Regions from separate parts of the Mus musculus genome. Here all the other regions are linked to region 3. Evidence: chromatin contacts called from public Hi-C, HiChIP or PLAC-seq and promoter capture Hi-C data. All regions are on one chromosome and are shown on one strand. Each heading gives the region's core, a stretch centred on a gene start, on an enhancer-like site or on the middle of the called end of the contact. The rest is flanking DNA. Distances are from core to core; before and after follow the strand shown. Region 1 holds the start of Mpv17l2 (MPV17 mitochondrial membrane protein-like 2). Region 2 holds the start of Kcnn1 (potassium intermediate/small conductance calcium-activated channel, subfamily N, member 1). Region 3 holds the start of Mvb12a (multivesicular body subunit 12A). Region 4 has its middle 4.2 kb from the start of Gm40505. Region 5 holds the start of Slc35e1 (solute carrier family 35, member E1). Region 6 holds the start of Ap1m1 (adaptor-related protein complex AP-1, mu subunit 1).

Region 1 (3,978 bases), core at 371-2,870, 780 kb after region 3:
TCTCCTATGTGTGTCTGTGTCTGTGTGTTTGTGTAAGTCCAGACAGGAGCTTGAAGTCACACTGTATGCAGTCAGGAGGCAAGCAGGCAAATGCTGATGCTCCACCCACTTCATCCTATTGGTGGGAGGGGTTGGGTGGAGACAGAATGTAGCCCTGGCTGTTCTGGAACTTGTTCTGTCCCCAAGTCCCTCAAACTCACAGAGATCCACTTGCCTCTGCCTCCTGAAAGATGAGACTAAAGGTGTGGGCAACCACTGCTCAGACACTTGCAACTTTTTAATTTGTCCAGAACTCTAGCACATAGGATGGTGCCACCCACATTCTGGGTCGGGGGAATCTTTTCACCTCAGCTAACAGTCTAGACCAGCTGCTCTCACCCTGTGAGTCCACACCCCTTGGGGGAGGTCAGACAACCCTTTCACAGCGGTCACATATCAGATATTTACAAATCATAACAGTAGCAAAATTACCTAACAACAAAACGTTATAGTCGGGGGTCAGCACAGCATGAGGAACTATATTAAAAGGTCATAGCATCAGGAAGGTTGAGAACCACTTTTCTAGACCAACCATCTCATATGCCCCCGGGGTTGTCTTCAAGGTGACTCTAGATCCTGTCTGATTGACAGAATTGACCTTCACACCTAAAGATGCCAAGGACCAGTTACCAATGAGTCCTCTGTCCAGGAAATGCAGAACCAATCCTGTCACTAGTTTAGTGAAGCCAGGATAGGCCAGGGGAGGAATGAAGACTGGAAGGATGGGATGTGTAGAGTCTATATAATGAGGATAGGCATTTTAGAATTGGGCTTTGAAGAATGAATAGGAGTTCCTTAGGCAGAACAGAAATTCATGGATAAACACGTAACTATAAAACCTATGATGGGGCAGAGACTTAAAGGGGGGTCGGGAGCATGTGTTTACTGTAGGAAATAAATAAGACTTTCCTGGAAAAGGCAGGTGAGATACTCGAAAACCTGGGCATCGGACAACAGTTTAGTGGCTTGTCTTGTGTATGGTTAAAGAATAAAGGAAGTAAGGATGTTTGTTTCCAGAGTGACACAAAGTTGCTGTGAAGAGATCAATACATGAATTTTGCATAATGAACTCCTATTCAGTCTTCGAAACGCAGAGGTGTGGCGCGGCGGTGGAGGCTGTAGCCTGGGCTGTATGAGCATAGGTCTCAAATAGCTGAGGTTAGACCGGTGTCTATGAACTTGCCTGAGCAGCTTCGCTGGCACAGGAGAGGTCACGCCAAGGTCAAGTCCAGCAGCTTTGCTAATGCCCCTCGCCCCGCCCATTCCCAGGAAGCTTTGTGGGCGAGGCGGCGAGGCGAGAGGCAGCCACCTACCATTGGTCAGCTCGGCTCAGGGGTGGGAGGCCCGCGAGACTCATGTGCGCTTGCCCATTGGTCCGCTGAGAGCAGAAAAGTGGGTAAAGCAAAATAGGACTTCCCGTGTTCGGCGTGAGCGGCCTGCCGCAACGCTTGAGGACGATTGGTCACTTCCTTTGAGAGGCGGAGCTTTGGGGTTTTGGATTGGTCCGTTCTGAATAGGGCGGTTCTTCGGCGGGGCATGTGATTGGCGCGGGCCCGGCGCTCGGCTGCCGCGGCTCCCTGGTGTCTGTAGCGGCGATGGCTCTGGGAGGCTGGCGCTGGGCTCGCAAGGCGTTGGCTGCGGGGCGCCCGCTGTTCCAGGGCCGCGCGCTGCTCCTCACCAACACACTGGGCTGCGGCGTGCTCATGGCCGCGGGCGATGGCGCGCGACAGGTCTGGGAAGTGCGCGCGCGGCCTGGACAGAGATTCAGCGCGCGGCGCTCAGGTGAGAGGGACCTGTGCGCGAACGAGAGGGACCCCCAGAGACCGAGCGGTCACCTGGACCGGGCACCCACCTTCCTGGGGCCTGTCAATCACTCTGGGACCTGGCACCCACTCTGATGGGTCCTGTCAGTCTCTCTGCACCTCGCCAGGAGGTTCTGCCATTGACTCTCCCTGTCCCGCAGCCAGCATGTTCGCCGTGGGCTGCAGCATGGGCCCCTTCCTACACTTCTGGTATCTGTGGTTGGACCGCCTCCTCCCCGCGTCGGGCCTACGAAGCCTCCCGAGTGTGATGAAGAAGGTGCTAGTGGATCAAACGGTGGCATCTCCCATTCTGGGCGTCTGGTACTTCCTGGGTAAGGAGCAGCAGGACTTTGAGAACTCAGAAGTTGTGATGGGCAGAGCCTGGTTTGTGCTTAGGGGAGTGCTGACGGGGCTTCTCTTCTATTTTTTCCCTCCCCCCCCCCAAGGTTTCTTTGTGTAGACCTTGCTGCCCTGGAGGAACTTGCTCTGAAGACCAGGCTGGTGTCAAACTCACATAGATCCACCTGCCTCTGCCTCCCGAGTACTGGGATTGCTTTGTTCTAGGAGGCATCATGTACTCTCGCTGCCTTGAGTTTGCTACCAACTGGTCAGTAGCCCAGTTTCCTGTCCCCATTTTGAGACAGAGACTCACATGTAGTCCCAACTGGCCTGAACATCTCTTTGTAGACCAGGCTGATTGTGCCTGCCTCGCCTCCCTGAGTGCTAGCATTAATGTGTGTCACCACTCCCAACTTTCTAAAATCCTAACCAAAAGGAGTCTGGGCCAGAAAGGGTTTTTCAGCCACAGTTGTGGGGAAACCAGGCAGGAACTATACACAGCTAGTCACATCTCAGCCAGAGAGAACTGCATGATTTCTTGCTTTGTTCAGACTATTTTACCACTCATGAGCAGTCCAGGACCCTGGGTCTTCCCACATCAACTAACTTAATTACATAAGCCTATACAAGCATCCCACAGGCCAATGCATGTAGACAGCCCCCGGAGACTATCCGATAACTCTAGGCTAAGTCAAATTGACAAAGGTACCTGTTAACACAGCGATGGGGCTCGTGATCTAGGCTCACGCATTTATGTTTTCATAAGTAACTCAGGCTCCCTCACACCAACCTCTCATTTTCCTGGACCTGCCTGCTGCTCTGCCTGAGACCTGCCCTGCTTCTGCCTTGCAGCCACCTCAGCCTTTATAACTACTTCTTGGTCTTCTTCCCAGGCCTTGGCAGCCTGGAGGGTCAGACACTAGAGGAGAGCTGCCAGGAGCTGCGGGCCAAATTCTGGGACTTCTACAAGGTGGGCGTGCCCACGTGGGCTCTCTCAACATGGCTCCACCCCCCCTCTTTACCTTCCAGACCCACACCCAAGGCCTTGGCCCCCACCCACTTTTCAAGCCCCGCCCCTCGTAGCCGCCCCCCCTCTCACAGTGGCCCTCCCACTTTTCCACAGGCCGACTGGTGTGTGTGGCCAGCTGCCCAGCTAGTGAACTTCCTCTTCATCCCTTCTCATTTCCGAGTCACCTATATCAATGGGCTGACACTGGGCTGGGACACATACCTGTCCTATCTGAAGTACTGGGTGAGCTCAACTCCATGGTGTGGGAGTGTGGGAGGGCGTGGGTTCCGGCCTATTCCTGTTTGACTGTCCCTCTGCTGCGGACAGGTCCCTGAACCCCTTCAGACTCCGGGCTGTGCAGACTGAAACTGAAGCCTGGCAGATGAGTTGGCCGATGGATACACTCCCACAGGAGATTACCGAAGCTGGTCAAAAAGCTCTGGGCCATGTCCAAAACCCAGGCTGACTGCCCCTGGACCAGCAGTCCCTTGAGTCCACCAGAGACTGTTCCCATGTAGAACAGACGCCAGCACAGGCTGTCCGCCCTCCCCCCAACCCCTCCCGGTTTTCCAGTGGGACCATGAAGCCCTCTGTCTGCCTGGACACCCTCCACAGCCTTGAAGTGGGGTCTGGTTTGGCCTCAGAAAACTTGATGCAAGGCTGGGCAGGGTGCGGAAATTCATTAAATTCTCTTTAATGTCAAGGACTGCGTGTGGGTGGGTTCAGGGGCTGGGCCAGCAGACTCAGCAAGGTCCATTCGCTTTATTGACTGTGTGTAGTGTTCATAAC
Region 2 (3,587 bases), core at 265-2,764, 690 kb after region 3:
TGAACTCCTTGATTGTGGTCACAGGCACCATGGGGGTGCATGTTGAGACAGGCGCCTGGAGGAGAGCTAGATGGACAGTGAGCACCCCAATTTTGATGACAAACGGGGGCATGCCCCCAATCCCTGGGGGCTGTGAGAGGCTGAGGTGTGTCTCAGGAGACTGAGTGCTTTGCCAGTGTTTATGACGCCCTGGCTTCTGTTGTTAGCACGGAACAAATGGGGCTTGGTGGCCCAGGCCTATCCTGTCAGGTAGGACCTGAGAGGTAGAGGCAAGATGGCCAGTTCCAGGCCATCCTCAGCTCTATAGTAAGTCTGAGCCTCACAGATATGAAACCCTTTCTAAAACAAAAAGCAAAACAATTCCTGGGTAGGGGGTAGGCAGGGAAGGCCCACAGCCACAGGCTGAGGTGGCCACATGCAGAAGGTTTAGGGGCTGGAGGCAGAACCTGGTGCTCTTGGCCTGTCCCTCTGTGGTGTCTCCTGGAACCTGCTTACATCTATCACCCCAGGCTGGTTCCATCTGGCTCCACCTATGTGGATAGTGCAGATGTGGTCCCCAACACCTGGACTGTCACTCTGTTGGTGGCTCTGCTGGGGCTCAGTGCTGTCACTGCTCCCAGGCCACTTGCTGGCCACACATCTGCCCCTCAGTCCTTCCTGAGGCCCTCTAAACTGCAAAGACATTGGGCCAGGAAGAAGCAGGAGCTGGGTGGCTGGGGTGGGGGTGGGGAGGGGATTAGGGAGGGGATACACACACTCATCGCTCGGCTGCAGGCAAACCTCAGCTCCCCAGCTTGTCAGTAATCACGTGACTGAAGGGGCGGAGACTAGACTCCTTGGTCTCTGGGATGTCTTAGAAGACACCTGAAACTCCAGCACCTTAGGAAGTAGGCTGAGAGGAGGATTTCAGTGAGTAAATTCAAGATCAGCTTTGGCTACAGAGCTATCAAAACAAACAAACAAAACCCAAGACCACAAAAAATGTTGCATGAGCTGGAAAGGGGGGCCCAAAACTGTCCCAGCGCTCAGGAGGTGAAGGGAGAAGGAACAGAACTTCAAGGCCACTCAAGGCTAACCTGGACTCCCTGGTAAGTTCTAGCGCAGCCTGTACTTCACAGTGAGTTTGACGCCAGACTAGGTTATGTGAGACCTTGATTCAAAACAAAAACTTTCATGAGTGAGCTCTGTAAGTTTGGCTTGAATGATGGGGGCAGAGCAGGTTCGGGGGTCTCCCCAGCCCTGATGATTGCAGCTGCCTGGAGCTCTTTCTGCCCGCAAGGCTAATAGGGTTTAAGATCGGGGTCCCTGAGGTGAGCGGGCTTGTCTGTCCCCAGAGATGAGGTCCAGGTGTGCAGGATCACCTGCAATAGCCAGCTGCCTGTGCACAGATGCCCATCACCGGGGTTCTTATTCTTGCCCAGTGCCCAGGAGGGAGCTTTAAGCATGGGCGGAGCCTGCGGGGTCATGGGGGTGGGGCCTGGTGCACTCAGCCAATCCAAGGCGCCGCTCATACGGGGCGGCGCTGCTCCCCCTCCCTGGCCGGTCTCGGCGGGGACGCGCTGGCACGAGGGTCCAGGTCCCCGCCCGCAGGTATTGGCGAGAGGAAGCGGGGGTGAGGGGGCTGGGGGGGCAGTAATAGCGGGTCCCTGGGCTATGCGACTAGGGACGACGCTGGGGATGGTGTTGCCACGCGGTCAGGGGTCAGGGACACAGAAGAGAGGGTGCGCGTGTCCCCCGGTGAGGGAAGATTGCGAGTGGGAGACGCTGAGTCCATAAAGTCCATGCACAAGGATGGATGTGATACGGCCAGTGACATGAGCACTCTTCGGCCACCCTAAACTGAGGTCAAGGTGCTCAGTGACAGCACCTGGGCTGCCAGACTGGCCTTGTAAGCTCCCTGGTAGCCGGTGTGCAAAGGGCAAGCAGAGCCGGGCACCCTGAGGAGTCAGTGAGCCTGGTGAGAAGAGCTCTGGCACCCTTCCTCAACTCCATTTCCCCACCAGCTGCTGGGGAGGCCACCTGACACAGGTCTAGTGTCTTGGGAGTTTCTGTCATGAGCCGTTATCACTGTGGTTCCTACAAGAGTTGTGGGAGGTGGGTGCCTCCTTGAGACTCACAGCAAGGGACACCTATTGATCCGATTTTATTTTATTTTGAGACAGGTTCTCAGGTAGCCCTAGTTGGCCTCAAAGGCCAGGCTAGCCTTGCTGTTTAGCACCTCTTGATAGGTATGTATCACCAGTCCTAGCATGGCGACTTACACCTGCCATCCCAGCACCTGGGGTTTGCCACAGTGCCAACCTGCACTATAGATTGAGAGCCTGTCTCTAAAGTAAATAAATAAAATTACAGAAGACAAGAGAAAACGGACTGAGCTGGTACCCCAGGCTCCATGACAGAAAGCAGCTCTGTCCTCAGCTCACAGCCACTCGGGCAGAGCCAGCCTGGTTCCCTGTCAAGGTCCTGCCCTCAGCCACCGCCAGGCTGTGTCCCTTAGTCTGTGTCTGACTCGGTGCTGGCAGAGGATCCAGGGGCCACCCAACCTCCCTCAGCTTTGCTCTTCTTTTTAAAACCAGAAGAGGTATCCCCCTTGTGCCTGGGGCAACAGACAGTCCTTTTAACTGGAGGCTCAAAACACAGCCAGCCCAGGACTGGTCACTGAGCCCTGCCTGCTCTGCATCTGTCCTGTGCCAGCCAGCCTGCCCAGGAAGAGGCTGTCTCAGGGAACAACATGGCAGCACCTAGGCTTGGCATATGTGTCAGACAGCTGAGTCACAGCCCCATATTGCCTCTTCACCTGTGTGTCTTGCAGGCACCCAGGCCACCTTGTCACCTGCTGTTGGTAGCTTGAGGGGCAGGGGGTGCTCATGGGCCAGGATGATTGCAGGGCATGCTGGTGTCTGGGAGGTTAGGCGCTGGGGAACTGAAGCAGACTTTGAGCAGGGGTCGGTAGACACTGACTTTCCAGATGATCCTGGACTCTCCTGAGCCTTGGAATGTTCTGGAATGGCCAAGGTGATGTTCAACCTTTGCTGTCTCCACAGGTCCATTCAGAAGCTCTGCTGCGGAACCATGCTGGGCCCCAAAGGGCCTGCTGCACGCCCAGCCCACGGAGGCAGGTGGCCATGAGTAGCCACAGCCACAATGGCAGCGTGGGGCAGCCTCTGGGCAGCGGGCCTGGATTCCTGGGCTGGGAGCCTGTGGACCCTGAGGCAGGCCGCCCCCTGCAGCCCACCCAAGGCCCAGGCCTGCAGATGGTGGCCAAGGGTCAGCCTGTCAGGCTGTCACCCGGTGGTTCCAGGGGCCACCCCCAGGAGCAGGAGGAGGAAGAGGAAGAGGAGGAGGAGGAGGAGGACAAGACAGGCTCAGGGAAGCCCCCAACAGTCAGCCACCGCCTGGGACACCGCAGGGCCCTCTTTGAAAAGCGTAAACGGCTCAGTGACTATGCGCTCATCTTTGGCATGTTTGGGATTGTCGTCATGGTGACAGAAACAGAGCTGTCCTGGGGTGTATACACCAAGGTAGGCATCTGCTCAGCCTGGGGATGGCATCTCAGTTGGGGACCCATGAGCAAGGGTGAGGGACGC
Region 3 (3,974 bases), core at 110-2,609:
GGTCACAACGGCTCAGTCCCACGAATCCATGGGACTGAAGCTCTGGCCAGCTGAGGCTACACATTGAGACCCTGTCCCCCCAAACCAATTAAACACTAAGTCAAGAGACAGCTGCAAAAGGAGGATAGGAGAATTTGTGGACGCCTCCTCTGTCTGCACACTGACCTGACCCTCTGCACGGCAGCCTGCCAGCGGTCACTAAAGACACCGAGAGAACCAAGCACCATCGGGGAGGCGGGCAGCTGGGTCAGGCAGGGGAGAAGGGAGAGGGGAGGCTGAGCTATGCAGAGAACAGGGGAAGCCAGTTCCAGGTGGACTCGCAGTGCAAGAGCCTGGAAAGGAAAAGAGAATGGCCAGGAGGACTCACTCCGCCACAGAAGCAGAGGACAAGCAGCAGGGACCAGTGGCAGTGAGGAAGAGGGTGGGTATGCCAAAGACATCTGGGGTGGTTGTTGTTTGTTTAGGGGCGGGGTTTCATGTAGTGACAGGTATGCCCCACTATGCTCAAATTCTTAGGAAGAGCTGAGGCAAGGTCTCATTCTGTAGCCCAGGCTGGATACAAAGCTGCCTCAGCCTGAATGCTAAGACAGGTATGTGTCAACTATTTAATTCTGGAGTAGTGGGTTGAGATAAAGGCCTCACTCTGTAGCCTAGGCTGGCCTTGAACTCGCCACCATCCTCCTGCCTCAGCTTCCGGAGCTCTGCATTTACAGGTTGTGCCTTCCTGCTCAGCTAAGTCCTATTCCAAACATACACTAGCAGCCGTTCCCTGTGCCTGCCGCTCTCCCGTGCCCACGGATCTTACTGATATCCTGAGGGTCGTTGACTGCAGAGAAGCCTGACGGCAGTGGGCCCTTGTCCATCACGATCTGCATGTCCACTACCACATTGTCCTGAGGGTTCTGGGAGCACGAGAGGGGGCAGGTGGAAGGGGGCAGTCAGAGGGGAGGGGAAAGGTCAACGGTATGAGCAGTAAGGGTGGGAGAGAGTTGGAGAAGGGTCGAGGATGGCAGGGCGAGGGGCGGGGCAAACTCAGGCTCAGGCCACCCGTGCTCACCTCCGGGATGCCCAGCGTGCTCAGGCACAGGAAGTAGCCGGCTTTCTGCGCGAAGCCTCGGCCGAAGCTGGCCGTCCCGCCCTCCACGGTGCAGGTGATCTGCGGGACGCACAGGTCATCGGACTTCGTCCCCTTCCTGGCCCGTCCCCGCAACCCTTGCGCGCTCCCACTTACCGCGCTGAAACCCGGCGGCGGCGGCGCCGAGGCCGACGACCAAACCAAGCCAGCAAGCGGCGCCGAGTCCGTCCCGGGATCCATCCTTCCTGGGAGCTCAGAAGGCAGCTACAGCCCTCGGAGGGACCGGAACCTCGGACTACAACTCCCAGAACACCTTTGAAAGTGCTCCGCAAAGCAGCTAGTACGCATGCGCAAGCACTGCTGACCAGTCCAAAGTAACCGTGGAGACCCGCCCTCTGGACGCTTAAGATACGTTTGCGGAAAAAAGATTAGAACTCCCGCCCCTAAATCACTACCCAGTGTGCGGAGGGGGCGTTCACTTTCCGGACGGGACTACATTCCCCAGAATGCTGTGCGGCATCACCCTGTGACTCCTGCCTTCTGCAAGGAAACTTAACTGGTCTGGAGAGGAGGCCTGGTAGATATAGCCTGTCATTTCAGGGACTTAAAGAGGCGCATACAAGATGGTGAAAAAACCATACGAGATAGTTAGACTGATAACCAGTCTAATTAAGCCAATTAAAACTAAACGAGTAGCCGGGCATGGTGGCGCACGCCTTTAATCCCAACACTTGGGAGGCAGAGGCAGGCAGATTTCTGAGTTCAAGGCCAGCCTGGTCTACAGAGTGAGTTCCAGGACAGCCAAGGCTACACAGAGAAACCCTGTCTCGAAAACACCAAAAACACCAAACAAACAAACAAACAAACAAAAAAACCTACACGAGTCCTTTAATAATAGCCACATGTAGAGTAGCCAGAGCTTAGGGGTACAGCATTTTTAAAAGCAAAACACTTAAGAACCACAATTGTATCATTATCAGGGTCTTGAGTAACCTTGTAACATCCGTCTTTTTTGCAGAGATTGCAGTATTTTCCAGACACAAGACAATTATTTATGATTTACACTTCCTGTAGTTATTTTAGGTTTAGGTTTTAGCTAACACAAACATTGTCGTTAATACATCTAGACATGGTCAGGGACAAGGATAGTCCCCAGACTGTTGCCAAGACAGGTGTGGCTATTAGTGCGTGGGAGACTGAGAGTGTCTAGGCAGACACAAGTCAGTCAGAACAAGAAAGTGATGCCTTAATCATTTCTATTGCAGGAATTCGAGGTCTACCTGGGCTACAGGATACCCTGCTTTAAACAAACAGACAACAAACAAACCCCAACAAAACAAAAAAAATACTTTAAATACTAGCAAAAAGGAAATGAACCAAAAAAAGAAAAAAATAGAGTAGAAAGAAGAAGTTTGAAACACTTTCTGTTCTAGGATTTTGACCAAAGAGATCATTGTGGCTATGCAGCTGTTGACTTAAATAACAAATAATATCGCCCTGGAGGCCAGTTCACTAGCAAGCTAGGGGTTTCGTTGTTGTTCTGGTTATTTTTGTTTGTTTTGGTCGGTTGGTTTTTGAGGCAGGGTCTCTCAGGTAGCCCTGGATAGCCTAGAACTCACTATGTAGACTAGGCTAGCCTGCAACTCACAGAGATCTACCTGCCTCTGTAAGCTTTATGGTTCTTTTAGAGTGAGGGACCCTCTTTCCTATGGGCCTGCAGGTGGAATGTGGAGCTTCCACCCACGAGTACTACTTTAGCACTCCCCTGCAGGGTCCGACCCACACCCTGGGGTATATTCTCATTTATGTATTTGTTACTATTTTTAAATTTTGTTTTGATTCTTTGTGAATCTCACATCATACACCCTAATCCTGGGGTTCTGAGTTTTGCCCAACCCCACAGTTGGGATGTGAAAATTTTTCTTGGGCAGGTGGAATACAGAGATGCTAGACTGCGTTTGCCCTGAGCTGCTATCCGATGCTGGGCTGGAGGGAAGCAACAATACACTGCTCTGGGGGTGGGAAATCACAGTGTAGGATGTAGGAGGCCAAAGTTGGGTCCCCTGACTCCTGGGAATCCAGTCTCCTCTGGAATCAGCATGGAATCAGCAATGAAGGGGGCCCTCGGGCTTTTGGGGAGGGAAGGCAGGGCCAGAGGTTCTCACACTGCTGGACACCCAGACACTATTGGAAGTCACAGAGGAGCAGAGAATAGAGTGTCCGGGTCCATGTTCCTGTGATGAAGAGCTCAGCTCATTGGCAAAAGTCCTTAGCTTAGCAGCAGTTGTCTGGAAGCACAAGGAGTCCTTCTGTGGGAGACTTAGAAGACACAGCTCTGTAAACAAAGGCTTCTCCATTCTCTCCACTGTGGTTCTTGATGAAAGAGACAGTCCTTGGTTCCAAACTGTTTACTCATCATGCTCATCATGGAAACTGTGTGCACAACACCTCCTCAGGGTGGACCAGAGATTAAATACCTTTTAATCCCAGCATTTAGGAGACAGAGCAGGAGGATGTATGAGTTCAAGGTTAGCCTGGTTTACAAAGTGAGTTCCAGGACAGTCAGGAAACCCTGCCTGGAAAACCCAAAAATGAATAAGTATAAAAAATAAGAATAAATTTTATAAAAAAAATATTTAGTTATTCTATCTGCATGTATACCTGCATGTCAGAAGAAGGTATCACACCCCATTACAGATGGTTGTAAGCCAACAAGTGGTTGCTGGGAATTGAACTCAGGACCTCTGGAAGAGCAGTCAGTGCTCTTAACCGCTGAGCCATCTCTCCAGTCCAAGAATAAATATTTTAAAAATACATAAGCAAACAGGGTGTGGTGATGCACACCTTTAATCCCAGCACTTTAGAGGCAGAAGAAGGTGGATCTCTTTGAGTTGAAGGC
Region 4 (3,431 bases), core at 927-3,426, 750 kb before region 3:
GTCTCAGTTTCTCCCAGGTGGAGACAGTGCTGCCTCACAGGGGCCCTAGTCTGATACTAGAATCAGCATTCACCCAAGGCTAGCCTTAGAGACTAGCCCAGAGTGCAGGGTCCCTGGGAAATTTGGAGAGGTTCTAGAATTCTCCCTGGAAGTCTGAACCCCTGTTTGGTTCATAAGGGAACCACAGCTCATGAGCAGAGCATGGCAGTGAAAGTGTGGAGAAGACAAGGTGGGTTTCCTGCTGTGGCCAGGGTGTCACTTCAGGACAAACCCGAATCCTGGAAATGCCAGTGTCAGACAGAAAGATGCCCAAGAAATACAGAGAGACAGTAACAGAGATAGAGAGACAAAAACACCAGAGGGATACAGAGATACCATAGAGAACGGAGACGTTTGCAGAGATGGAAACACACTACAAAGAGACAGAAAATGGCAGAGGCAGGCAACAAAAACAGAGAGACACCAGAGAGAGCAAGAGAAGCAGGGGCAGGTGGGTGGTGCATGCAGGCAGGCAGAGAACTTGGAGTATCCACACTGGCTGGTAGAGCCTGGCATTTTTAGATATAACCCTCATTTGAAAGGTAGTATTACTGCCTAGAATCCCCCAGTGAGAGGCTGGAGGAGTGGCTAGGATAGACCTGCTGTCTTCAGTATCTCTTTTGACAGTGGGCTATGCTGGGCAGTGGTATCGCATGCCTTTAATCCCAGCACTTCTGAGTTCATGGCCAGCCTGGTCTACCAGTGAGTTCCAAGACAGTCAGGGCTATACAGAGAAACCCTGTCTTGAAAAACAAAACAAAACAAAAAAAAAAACAAAACCCAAGAAGACAGTGGGCCATACTAGGCAGGTGCTCCTTGGGTTGAGCTACTCCCCAGTGTTTGAGCTACTCCCCAGTGTTTGAGCTGCTCCACAGTGTTTGAGCTACTCCCCAGTGTTGTTCTCCTTGACATAAGTGTTGACTCTATCTTGAGGTCACTCTTGTCTTTGCTAATATTGATCATTTGTCTTCCTTCCTTCTTTTGAGAGTAGATCTGGTTCTCTTGCCCAGACAGGCCTGGCGCTGACCATCTTCCTGTCCTTGCCTCCCAAGTGCCAGGATGGCAGGCAAATGCCTAGAATTGAAAACTCTCAACAGGGCAACCAGACTGGTTGCTGGGGTATGGATAAAATAAAAAACCAAAAACTAAACCAACCAACTAAACAAAGCCCATAAGATAATGTACTGTCGTACAGGCGTATACTGGAGCTACTTGAGGCTGTGACAGGAAGAAAGCTCATATCCATGGGCTCAAGGTCAGCCTGAATGTGAGACTTTGGGCCTGTATAATAGCAACAGGGGCGGGCACTGTGGTAGAAATCTACAAGCCTGGTACTCAGGGTCACAGAGGCAGGAGGATTGCTGCAAGTCCAAGGCCAGCCAGAGTTCTACAGTGAGACTCTGACTCACAGAGCCAATAACAAGAATGAACAAACAAGCCGGGCGTGGTGGCGCAGCACTTGGGAGGCAGAGGCAGGCGGATTTCTGAGTTCGAGGCCAGCCTGGTCTACAAAGTGAGTTCCAGGACAGCCAGGACTATACAGAGAAACCCTGTCTCGAAAAACCAAAAAAAAAAAAAAAAAAAAAAGAATGACCAAACAAAAACACCCCATCACCACCACTTAACCCACAAGTCAGTTTTACCTGTCTCAGTAACCAGCACAGCTTAGAGAGAGCCCAATGATTGTTCAGCCCCCGTGCTCCCTCACAGCCATGTGAAAGGTTCTGCTTTACTATTTTGTCGTAGTTTTGAACAGAGTCTCACAGAACTCAGGGTGGTCTCAAATGTACTATGTAGCTAAGGGTGATTTTAACCTCCTAATCCTTCTGTGCTGTCTCCCAGCTAAGTGACTGGCCTGTTTCACAACACCTGACTCTAACAACTATTATCAGTTTTAGTTCCTGGAAGAGGAGAAGGAGGAGGAGGAGGAGAGACCAGGATTCGAACTCAGGCCCAGCTTCGATACCTATGGAATCACTGCCAGGGCCAGCTTCCCCTGTGGCTGAGTTCCTGTCTTTGATAGATTTCTGTGAAATCCTCACAGCCTTCTGTAAGTGCTTCCCTGTCTGTGAGTGCTGGAAGGGACCAGTATACTTGGCTCCTTCCCAGCCAGGGCTCCCACTGGGCTCAGCCTCCCTCACACCCCAGCCACCTGCTCCGCCTGGAGTCCAGCCGTCCAGCCTGACAGCCGAGCTCTGAAGGAGCAGGGGACCCTCTGCGCTCTTTATATACTGGGGTTATTTTTAACTTCGGCTCTCAGTACATTACGGAGTTTCCTCTCCCCAGTGCGCAGGAAGCCCTACTTGGCTGTGCTTCCTGTTAACACGAGGCCCTGGGATGACTGAGAACAGCAGCCTGGAGACTGTGTGACTCTGAGGGGGGAAAAAAATGAGAAGAACCTGGCCCCCTTTCAAACCCTTTAGCTTGCAGCTCCTGCCAGGTCCAAACAGCTCAGACGTCAGCTACAAACTAGCTGGGCTGAGCCCAGGTCCCCAGACACAACCCCTCCCTCCAAAAAATCATAGAAAAATGCATTGCTGGGTTTCTTTTTTAATGCTCTGTTTTGATTCACTTATTTTTACTGAGGTTCAATTCATAGAATGTCAAATGGGCCATTATAAAGTCCCTGCTACTGGGCTGGTAAAATGGCTCAATGAATAATAGAGCTTGCCACAGGTCTGATGATCCCAGTTTGATTCCAGAGACCCACGTGGCGGAAGGAAAGAACTGACTCCTGCAAGCTGTCTCCACATGTGTGCCATGGTGCACACATACAAGCACACACTAAATAATAAGTAAATATAGTCTGTGGCTCTAGTGTCCCTTAAGGTGCTCACAGAGTTTCTCATATCTGTCTAGTTCCAGTGTATTTTTATCACCGCCTAAAGGAAGCCCTGGTCCTATTAGCAACTTCCTATTTTCCCCTTCCCCCAAGCCTTGGCATCTACTAACCTGTGCTCCTCTTCTGGGGCCACACAGCCCTCTGTGAGTCTTCTGGACCCCAATGATGATCTTCTTTAGGCTCCAGGGTAGCATCTTGGCTTAAGAGTTAGCTCTCCTAACACACAGGGCCTCCTAGAGTCTTTCAGGATTCTCTAATTCCCTCAGAATAAAGCCTGAATTCTATTGCTTTTCACATCTGGATCTAAGTTTCCTGGGGGCTCTTCAGTCTTGCTTCCTCAGGCTGGGCATTAAATGGCACTCTCAGACCCACTTACCAGATGTCTGTGCCATTGGATGTGACAATCACAGATGTCCTCAGCATTGCTGAGCAGCCCCCTGAGTGTGGAGCCTCCAGGTGAGAGCATCGTCTCTGACCAAAGCCTTTGGGGGTCTATTCGACCCCATTCAAAGCATAGCTACAAATATCAGAGGAGGCTAGAGAAGTCACC
Region 5 (3,527 bases), core at 439-2,938, 950 kb before region 3:
GCATGGCCCAGATGTACATAACTATTTTCTGGCCCTAGCCCTGGGCTAGCAGCTGCAGGCAGACCCAAGGCTGCCTCCATACCTGACAGGTGTCCACTAAGATGTCACCTTCGTTATATAGTAATGATCTACCCCCTCTCTCCCACATACACAATTAAGCCAAGATTAGGTGTCTAGTATTTTTTTTTCACTCATCCATATCTTCTTAATTTCAAAGATAACAGTTATTCATAAAACAGCAGCTTCATGGTTTAAGTCTTAGAACATACCTCCTGGTCTGGTTGGTACCAAAGCCAACCCAGAACCCGTTTCAGAGCCAGTAGGAATTTCTGAGGTTTGTTGCAGAATGGCCCCACTCCCCATTACAGGGCCATTTGAGGAGGTGAAACCACAGCTGGGTTGCCCTGAGTACATGTACCTGTTGTGAAATGAAAAAGCTTCCAGAGTTGCCAGGGCCAAATCCAATATGAAATAAAAGCAACCAAAACACATCAGTGGGGCCATCTGACACTGCTCTGTCCAAAGATCCTAATTCCTCTTGTATTTAGTTTGTGACAAAGGCCTTAGGGTACAAAGCCCAGCGTCCTATCACCATATTCTTAAACTCCTGCTTTGGGAGGGACCAGGCCATTTTCTACTCAGATCCACAAGGACTGCCACATGTGTGATGAGTATCCAGCAAACCCCAGGGTACAACACAGTCTACCTTGAAGAACGGGTGAGTAGCTACGCATGGTGCTCAGGAGGCGGAGGCAGGCAAATCTCTGAGTTCGAAGCTAGCCTAATCTACAAATCGAGTCCATGACAGCCAGGAATCTGTTACACAGAGAAAAGCAAACCAAAACATAGGTGAGGTAGAAAGACACCCTGGCATTCAAGGAGACGCTGTAAAGGAGAATATTGAGGTTGGCGAGATGGCTCAGCAAATAAACGCTTGCTGCCAGAGTTAGTTTCTTTTCCTGGATGCACATGGTAGAAAAGAGACAAAAGACTCAACTCGTCTGACCTCAATATGTGTATACACACGCTCGTGCCCGCCTCCATAAATGAACACATTTTAAGGAGCGCGAACAACTATTCTCCCTCACTTAAAAGCACACGATCTTGGGAATCGAGTTTTGTAAGTCTAGTCCTGCCTTCGTGGTTTTGCCCAGCATCGTACCGGTCAGCTGAGCTCTTAAGACACTGTCGCAGGAGACACTTAACCCTGGATTTCTCTCGGTTGGTCTGTGAGGGGAAATTGACACCTACCGCACAGCTTCCGAGGACCCGGCGTAGTCCAGAGGATTTACCGCAATCGGTTTCTTTTCTTCTAAAAGATCTAAGCCCTGTCTACGCCCCAGGCACGCGGCTTCCACAGCCTCAAGTGGGCGGGCCCGCGTCGCCCGGCACCTCCCACGGAGTCCTGCCAGTCACCGGAGAGAACGTAACGCGCTTAACCCACCCGCGGGCCCTACGGCCCGCCTTCCGGGCTTAGCCCCGCCCCCTCCCGGAAAGCGTTTAAGTGAGGGTAGGGCCCTCGCCGACGACGTGTACGGGCGCGTCGGCGGACGCGCGACGATGACGTATGGGGCGGTGGCCAATGGCGAGCGGCGATGACGCAAGGGCCAGGGGCCAATGGTGAGCGGCGTCTGCCGGCGCGCCCTCCAGGGCTGTCCCGCCCCCTGCCCGCGTCCGGCGGTCGTCCGGCGGGAAGGGGCGGCCGCTCGGGCAGGATGGCGGCGGCGGCAACCGCGGGTCCCGGCGCGGGCGCAGGGGTCCCGGGCGCGGGTGGCGGCGGCGGGGCGCGCGAGGGTGCGCGGGTGGCGGTGCTGTGTCTACTATGGTACGCGCTGAGCGCGGGCGGTAACGTGGTCAACAAGGTGATTTTGAGCGCCTTCCCGTTCCCGGTCACCGTGTCGCTGTGCCACATCCTAGCGCTGTGCGCGGGGCTGCCGCCGCTGCTGCGCGCCTGGCGCGTGCCGCCCGCGCCACCCGTGTCGGGCCCCGGACCCGGCCCGCATCCGGCGTCCGGCCCGCTGCTGCCGCCGCGCTTCTATCCGCGTTACGTACTGCCGCTTGCCTTTGGCAAGTACTTCGCGTCGGTGTCGGCGCACGTCAGCATCTGGAAGGTGCCGGTCTCCTACGCGCACACCGGTAAGTGCTGAGGCGGGCTTTGCGCGCTGTCTGGGGCTTCGAAGTGTGGGTACGAGTGCGCGGGCCGTCTGACTGAGACGCCGCCAAGGTGCGTCGGATTCTCACGTTGGAAAAGGTCTGAGGAGTTTACCGAGCGCCTAGCAGAATTGACTCCAGCTATTGGGATCGAGAGGAAGCCTTACAGAAGGAAGGTTCAGGGTCGGGTGTGCAGGTTGCCAGGACTGCCCACTGAGTGCCTTTTCCTCTCTTGCAGTCAAGGCCACCATGCCCATCTGGGTGGTCCTCCTGTCCCGGATCATCATGAAGGAGAAACAGAGCACCAAGGTAACTCTGGCAGAAGCCCTGGGCTAGGCGGGATTCCCAGTAGCTGACCAGGTTGATGACGTGGTTGGACCGTGGCATCCTCCTGCTTCCTGTCAAATAAGGAAGTCAAGGTGTCAGCCTTGTCCTGTGGCTAGCACCTAGCATCCCGCACTCACCTTTCAGACAGCAGATGTGTGTGTGAATGGGGCGATATCACCACATAATCTCTTGCTTGTTGTCCCTGAGCGCCACATCCCTCTGGCGTCCACTGTTCTTTTCTGTTATGATTCCGACTCTGGGATTGGTGGTAGGTGATGTCTTTGGTTCCATTTTAGCAAGTCACCAACAAATTAAGTTGGGACAAGTTTTCCTTCTCTTATTTTATTTTCTAATGTTTATTTATGTGTGTGTGTTGTGCATTGCCACGTGTATGGAAGTCAGAGGACAGTTTTCACCTTGTGGATACCTGGGATCAGATTCAAGTTGTCAGGCCTGGTCCTGACGAACTTACAAACTATCATGTCCTAGTTTTTCTGTCACTAGACAGAATGGTTGGTAGGGGTTGTCTGGATCTGATGTGAGTAGGCCAAAGGAGTTTGACCGTGGCAGAATCTAGCCAGTTTGTAGAAACTAAAACTTTACAAAGCCTGGCATGGTGCCATGGGTCTGTCTTCCCAGCACTTGAGAGGCAGAGGCAGGAGAATAAGGAGTTCTAGACACACACCTTTAACACAGCACTCTGGAGGCAGAGGCAGGAGGATTTCTGAGTTGGAGGTCAGCCTGGTCTACATGGTAAGTTCCAGGACTCTGTAGAGAGACCCTGTCTCAAAATTAATTAATTAATTAATTAATTAATTGGAAGAAAGAAGGGGCAAAAGAAAATATGGTTGTAGCTCAGTGTGGAGCCCTTGCTAAGAACCCAAAGGCCTGGGGTTCAACCCCCATTTTGAACCAAGGAACCTTGGGTTGTGATTATCTGGACATGGATCATATATAGCACCCAGAGCTCAGAGCTGCCCAGGGAAGGTGCCAAGCCAGGTGTTTTCTGGCCTGGGACTAAAGAACAAGCTCACTGTGTCGTGTGCAGT
Region 6 (3,553 bases), core at 316-2,815, 700 kb before region 3:
TATGCTAGGGAGACAGCTCAGTCTGTATTTTCCAAATATCCGACCTGAACTCTATACCCAAATCCCAGGTAACAGCCAGGTGCTTACCAGGTGGTGGTGGCAAATACCTTAATCCCAGCACCTGGGAGGCAGAGGCAGGTCAGTCTCTAAATTCAAGGCCAGCCTGGTCTACAGAGTGAGTTCCAGGACAGCCAGAGCTACACAGAGAAAACTTGTCTCATAAAACCAAGAGAGGGAAAAAGTCAGATTCTGCTGGGAAGTACAGACAGGCAGATCCATGCGTTTTAACGGTTCAGGCAGCCTAGCTCAATCAGTCTAGTGACCCGAGTTCGATAACAAGAGCCCATGTAAGAGTAGCAGGGGTCTCCTTCCTCCACACACCCGCAGAAACACACAAATGAAGATTTCTTTCTCAGATAACGCTGGGCAAGATGCCAGGGTCCTGTTTCTGTGCAGGGCCTTCATGTCTCAGCAGTCTTTGTTATTCCCAGTCAGGATAGCTCTCCCTGATTCTTCAGTTGCAGCTGCTAGTCCATTATGAAGACATGGCCCCAATAGGTATTCATCTATTTCTGTTTTTTCCAAGTGACTAAGTTGAGCTATGACAGATTAGGCTAACCCACGGTGGCCCTGGGCTTAGCACCTGCCTGGCGAGGATGCTTCCAGGCCGCTACTTCCCAGTAATCAGTGTGACTCTAGGCACTGTTTCCCCCTCTAAAACCACACTTTTGTTTGTTTTTGTTTTTCGAGGCAGGGTTTCTCTGTATAGCCCTGTCTGTCCTGGAACTCACTTTGTAGACCAGGCTGGCCTCGAACTCAGAAATCCGCCTGACTGCCTCCCGAGTGCTGGGATTAAAGGCGTGCGCCACCACGCCCTTCTTAAAACCACACTTTTATCATCCGCTTCTCTTAATGTCATAGGAAGCTCAGTGGCTCTAGGGAACGCTGAAGCCTGTGGAGCGAGGGACCGACCTAAGGCCATAGTTCCCGCCACGCCTCTGGCCAAGGGTCGCACGGTCCCCGGGGCGCAGGGTCCTGCTACAGGAGTTCGCAGGAGAAGCTAGAGTCCGGTACCCAGGCGAACAAAAAGGGAAAGGGGCAAAGCGGACAGTTACCTAGCAACCGCAGCCCACCAAGTTGGCTAGCAATGGGGCGGGACTCGCGGAAAGACCACCGCCCATTTCCTAGTAACTTGGTAGGGCTGGCAAGTGAGGCTGCCCCGCCTGCCTGACGCCCTAGCTGGGCTGGTCGGCCAGTTGCCTAGCAACAGGGTGGGTCCTGACAGGGCGAGGGCCCGTTGGTTGCCTGGCAACGCGGAGGGTGGCGAACCCTTCAGTACCTTGCCCTTCAGATCCAGTACGTAGACGGCGCTGGCGGACATGGCGGCTTTGGAAGGTCTCGGCAGTAGCCGAGGGCGGCGGCAACGGCAGGAACTGCGGGCGTTCAGCAAGGCCCGGCGCGCCCCGAGACACTTCCCCTCCACTTCCGGTCCATGAAGCAGCGCGTGGACCGTTATGTCCGGTCTGAAGGGAGCCGCAAGTGCGCAGGCGCGTAACTGAGTGCAAGCGCAGTAGGAACTTTTTGGCAGTATTTTTCACCCATAGCTCAAACGGGCCGGAAGTCAGGGGGCGTGGCCTTCCTGAAGAGCGGGGCCTGGAGGACCAGGGCGGGGCAGCTTTGTCATTACTCCTTGTACCTGAAGGACTAGCTGTGGAATGAAGGTGGACGCTTCCAAGCCTGTTGCTGTGAGAAGACGCTGAAAGCGGAACCGATTTGGAGTTGAGCCTTTTTTTTTCTTTTTCTTTTTTTGTTTTTTCGAGACAGCCTTGCTTTCTGCAGAAGTCAAGTAAACTAATATCCCGTCACTGACTGTGACTCGCCGTTAGGTGGCGCTTAAAGGAAGTCAGTCTCCCAATGGCAATCCAGCCTTATCAGCAATCACTTGTCACTGTCAACCTCTCAACTGACTGGGCTTCACCCGTCTTGCCCCAGTGAACCCAGGGTAGCACGTGTGTAACTTAGCCTGTGCCTAATTCACAGTAAGGCTGAGCCGGGCGTGGTAGCTAGCGCACGCCTTTAATCCCAGCACTCTGGAAGCAGAGACAGGCGGATTTCTGAGTTCGAGGCCAGCTTGGTCTACAAAGTGAATTCCAGGACAGCCAGGACTATACAGAGAAACCCTGTCTCAAAAAAACAAAACCAAAGTAAGGCTGATTAAATTTTAATTCTGCCATTCTTCTTTTTTCGAGACAGGGTTTCTCTGTATAGTCCTGGCTGTCCTGGAACTCACTTTGTAGACCAGGCTGGCCTTGAACTCAGAAATAAACCTGCCTCTGCTTCCCAAGTGCTGGGATTAAAGGCGTGCGCCACCACCGCCCGGCAAATTCTGCCATTCTTAACCACCTTTCTGCCACCGAGAGATCAAAGGAGCCCATCAACACTCCTCCCCGCCCCAAGGGCTTTTTTTTGTTTTTTACTTTGTGTGGTTTTTTACTTGTGTGACACATAGTGAAAGATTCCCGAAGGGAGACCCTTACTCAGACACTTAAGTCCCGGGACAGCCGCGTACCCAAGAAGACACTGAGACCATACATAAAATGTAGAAGGTAAGATTTAATAAAGCAGCGACATGAAAGCACACAGACCAGAGCTCTGGGGTCGAAATAAAGCAGCAACATGAAAGCACACAGAGCTCTGGGGTCGAAACTCATACACCTTAGCACAGGGTAGAGGAGTCTCGACAGTCAGCCAAAATTTTTCACAGGCTTATATAGTAAAACTCAAAGGGGGAGAACTGGGCAGGAAAAGTACAAGTTTACATCACTAGGGAGTTCTGCCAAAGGAATCTAGGTAACTAAGGAGTCATGTCCTATCAAGGAATCTACGTCAGGAGGCCTTTATCTCAAAAATGTTCTTGGAACAGTTTTTTCGAACTTTAGGGTGAGGAGTTTTGGGGTGAAAAGTTTAGGAGTGTTCCGAGAACAATCTCTAGATGGGAGGGGGTGGGCTCCGAGGTAAAAAATTCATGTTCTTACAAGAGGCCAGTAATTTTTCATTCTTCATTCCCCACTTCTTCTTGTAAGTAATTCTAATCTTAGAATTTCAGAAGTCTATATCTCTATGTGGAGAATACTGCATTTACTCTATCTTTAACATGGGAACAACAACAGAATAAGGCAGATTAGTAAACAGAACTAGGCAGGGACCCTTCTAGTGAGGCTTGAGGGTCTCAGCATGACGCAGGTGTACGCAGATCAGATCTCTGGCTGGAACTGGTAAGATGTCCTTGGGGTACCCAGCTTGTTCACTGTAGCCAGTTGTGATCAGACTTCTTTCTGCACCACCTGTAAGCCTTATAACTTAGTATACAGATCATTATTATAACAACATAGGTTTAAACACATTATTTAAGACAGTGATGGGCATAGGAGCCCCATAAAGGATCTTAAAAAGAGTAAAACCGAATCAAGAGGGAGTATTCTCAGTTCTAAATAGGGCAAGGGGAAGGAGTACCAAGTAAGTCTGTGCCAGTCTCTAGGATTAATTTTGTCAA

Evidence for each region. Promoter capture Hi-C pulls out the DNA fragments that hold promoters and counts their contacts. A called contact is a pair of places that touch in the nucleus more often than the background predicts. HiChIP or PLAC-seq counts read pairs in DNA pulled down with a chosen protein or histone mark.
Region 1: a contact with region 3 is called in an H3K27ac HiChIP or PLAC-seq map of extraembryonic endoderm stem cells, with 5 times the contacts expected there. The contact joins the promoter of Mpv17l2 here to the promoter of Mvb12a in region 3. A contact is called at or near these places in 6 of 39 promoter capture datasets (embryonic stem cells, hematopoietic stem and progenitor cells, hippocampal neurons and 2 more), 2 of 484 Hi-C or Micro-C datasets (B cells and rod photoreceptor) and 5 of 115 datasets of contacts at active chromatin or transcription factors (bone marrow-derived dendritic cells, embryonic stem cells, extraembryonic endoderm stem cells and 2 more).
Region 2: a promoter capture Hi-C map of embryonic stem cells shows a contact between it and region 3. The contact joins the promoter of Kcnn1 here to the promoter of Mvb12a in region 3. A contact is called at or near these places in 7 of 39 promoter capture datasets (cranial neural crest, embryonic stem cells, hippocampal neurons and 3 more), 1 of 484 Hi-C or Micro-C datasets (CD4 T cells), 10 of 115 datasets of contacts at active chromatin or transcription factors (the SCID.adh cell line, astrocytes, bone marrow-derived macrophages and 6 more) and 2 of 9 other capture datasets (adipose tissue and liver).
Region 4: an H3K4me3 HiChIP or PLAC-seq map of bone marrow-derived macrophages shows a contact between it and region 3, with 6 times the contacts expected there. The contact joins the enhancer-like site here to the promoter of Mvb12a in region 3. A contact is called at or near these places in 4 of 39 promoter capture datasets (the HPC-7 cell line, cranial neural crest, frontonasal cranial neural crest and 1 more) and 3 of 115 datasets of contacts at active chromatin or transcription factors (bone marrow-derived macrophages, microglia and neural tube).
Region 5: a contact with region 3 is called in a promoter capture Hi-C map of neural stem cells. The contact joins the promoter of Slc35e1 here to the promoter of Mvb12a in region 3. A contact is called at or near these places in 2 of 39 promoter capture datasets (cranial neural crest and neural stem cells) and 1 of 9 other capture datasets (adipose tissue).
Region 6: a Hi-C map of B cells shows a contact between it and region 3, with 7 read pairs. The contact joins the promoter of Ap1m1 here to the promoter of Mvb12a in region 3. A contact is called at or near these places in 6 of 39 promoter capture datasets (the 3T3-L1 cell line, the HPC-7 cell line, HPC-7-derived erythroid cells and 3 more), 2 of 484 Hi-C or Micro-C datasets (B cells and pro-B cells) and 2 of 115 datasets of contacts at active chromatin or transcription factors (epiblast stem cells and large pre-B cells).

The regions. Positions count from the first base shown.
Region 1 is chr8:70,758,563-70,762,540 of GRCm38.p6, reverse strand. It overlaps Mpv17l2 (MPV17 mitochondrial membrane protein-like 2), which reads left to right and starts at 1,620. Exons shown (of 5, transcript NM_183170.2): 1 at 1,620-1,821; 2 at 2,003-2,173; 3 at 3,074-3,150; 4 at 3,304-3,432; 5 at 3,517-3,892. The coding sequence starts at 1,635. The coding sequence ends at 3,555. It overlaps 6330537M06Rik (a long non-coding RNA gene), which reads right to left and starts at 1,426. Exons shown (of 2, transcript XR_003947402.1): 1 at 1,353-1,426. Rab3a (RAB3A, member RAS oncogene family) reads right to left here. Exons shown (of 5, transcript NM_009001.7): 5 at 3,933-3,978.
Region 2 is chr8:70,854,935-70,858,521 of GRCm38.p6, reverse strand. It overlaps Kcnn1 (potassium intermediate/small conductance calcium-activated channel, subfamily N, member 1), which reads left to right and starts at 1,514. Exons shown (of 10, transcript NM_032397.3): 1 at 1,514-1,590; 2 at 3,045-3,521. The coding sequence starts at 3,126.
Region 3 is chr8:71,540,315-71,544,288 of GRCm38.p6, reverse strand. It overlaps Mvb12a (multivesicular body subunit 12A), which reads right to left and starts at 1,359. Exons shown (of 9, transcript NM_028617.2): 1 at 1,232-1,359; 2 at 1,058-1,156; 3 at 806-902. The coding sequence starts at 1,315.
Region 4 is chr8:72,294,721-72,298,151 of GRCm38.p6, reverse strand. No RefSeq gene overlaps it. Among named protein-coding and RNA genes, the nearest start is that of Gm40505, 4.2 kb to the left of the region's middle. Within about 2 kb of position 2,176, at least 211 of the 459 cell types and tissues checked have an H3K27ac peak or open chromatin away from gene starts, as enhancers often do. A contact at or near this core is called in the HPC-7 cell line, bone marrow-derived macrophages, microglia and 1 more, where this site is marked.
Region 5 is chr8:72,490,775-72,494,301 of GRCm38.p6, reverse strand. It overlaps Slc35e1 (solute carrier family 35, member E1), which reads left to right and starts at 1,688. Exons shown (of 6, transcript NM_177766.3): 1 at 1,688-2,136; 2 at 2,390-2,460. The coding sequence starts at 1,716.
Region 6 is chr8:72,238,030-72,241,582 of GRCm38.p6, reverse strand. Ap1m1 (adaptor-related protein complex AP-1, mu subunit 1) reads right to left here and starts at 1,565. Exons shown (of 12, transcript NM_007456.5): 1 at 1,340-1,565. The coding sequence starts at 1,381.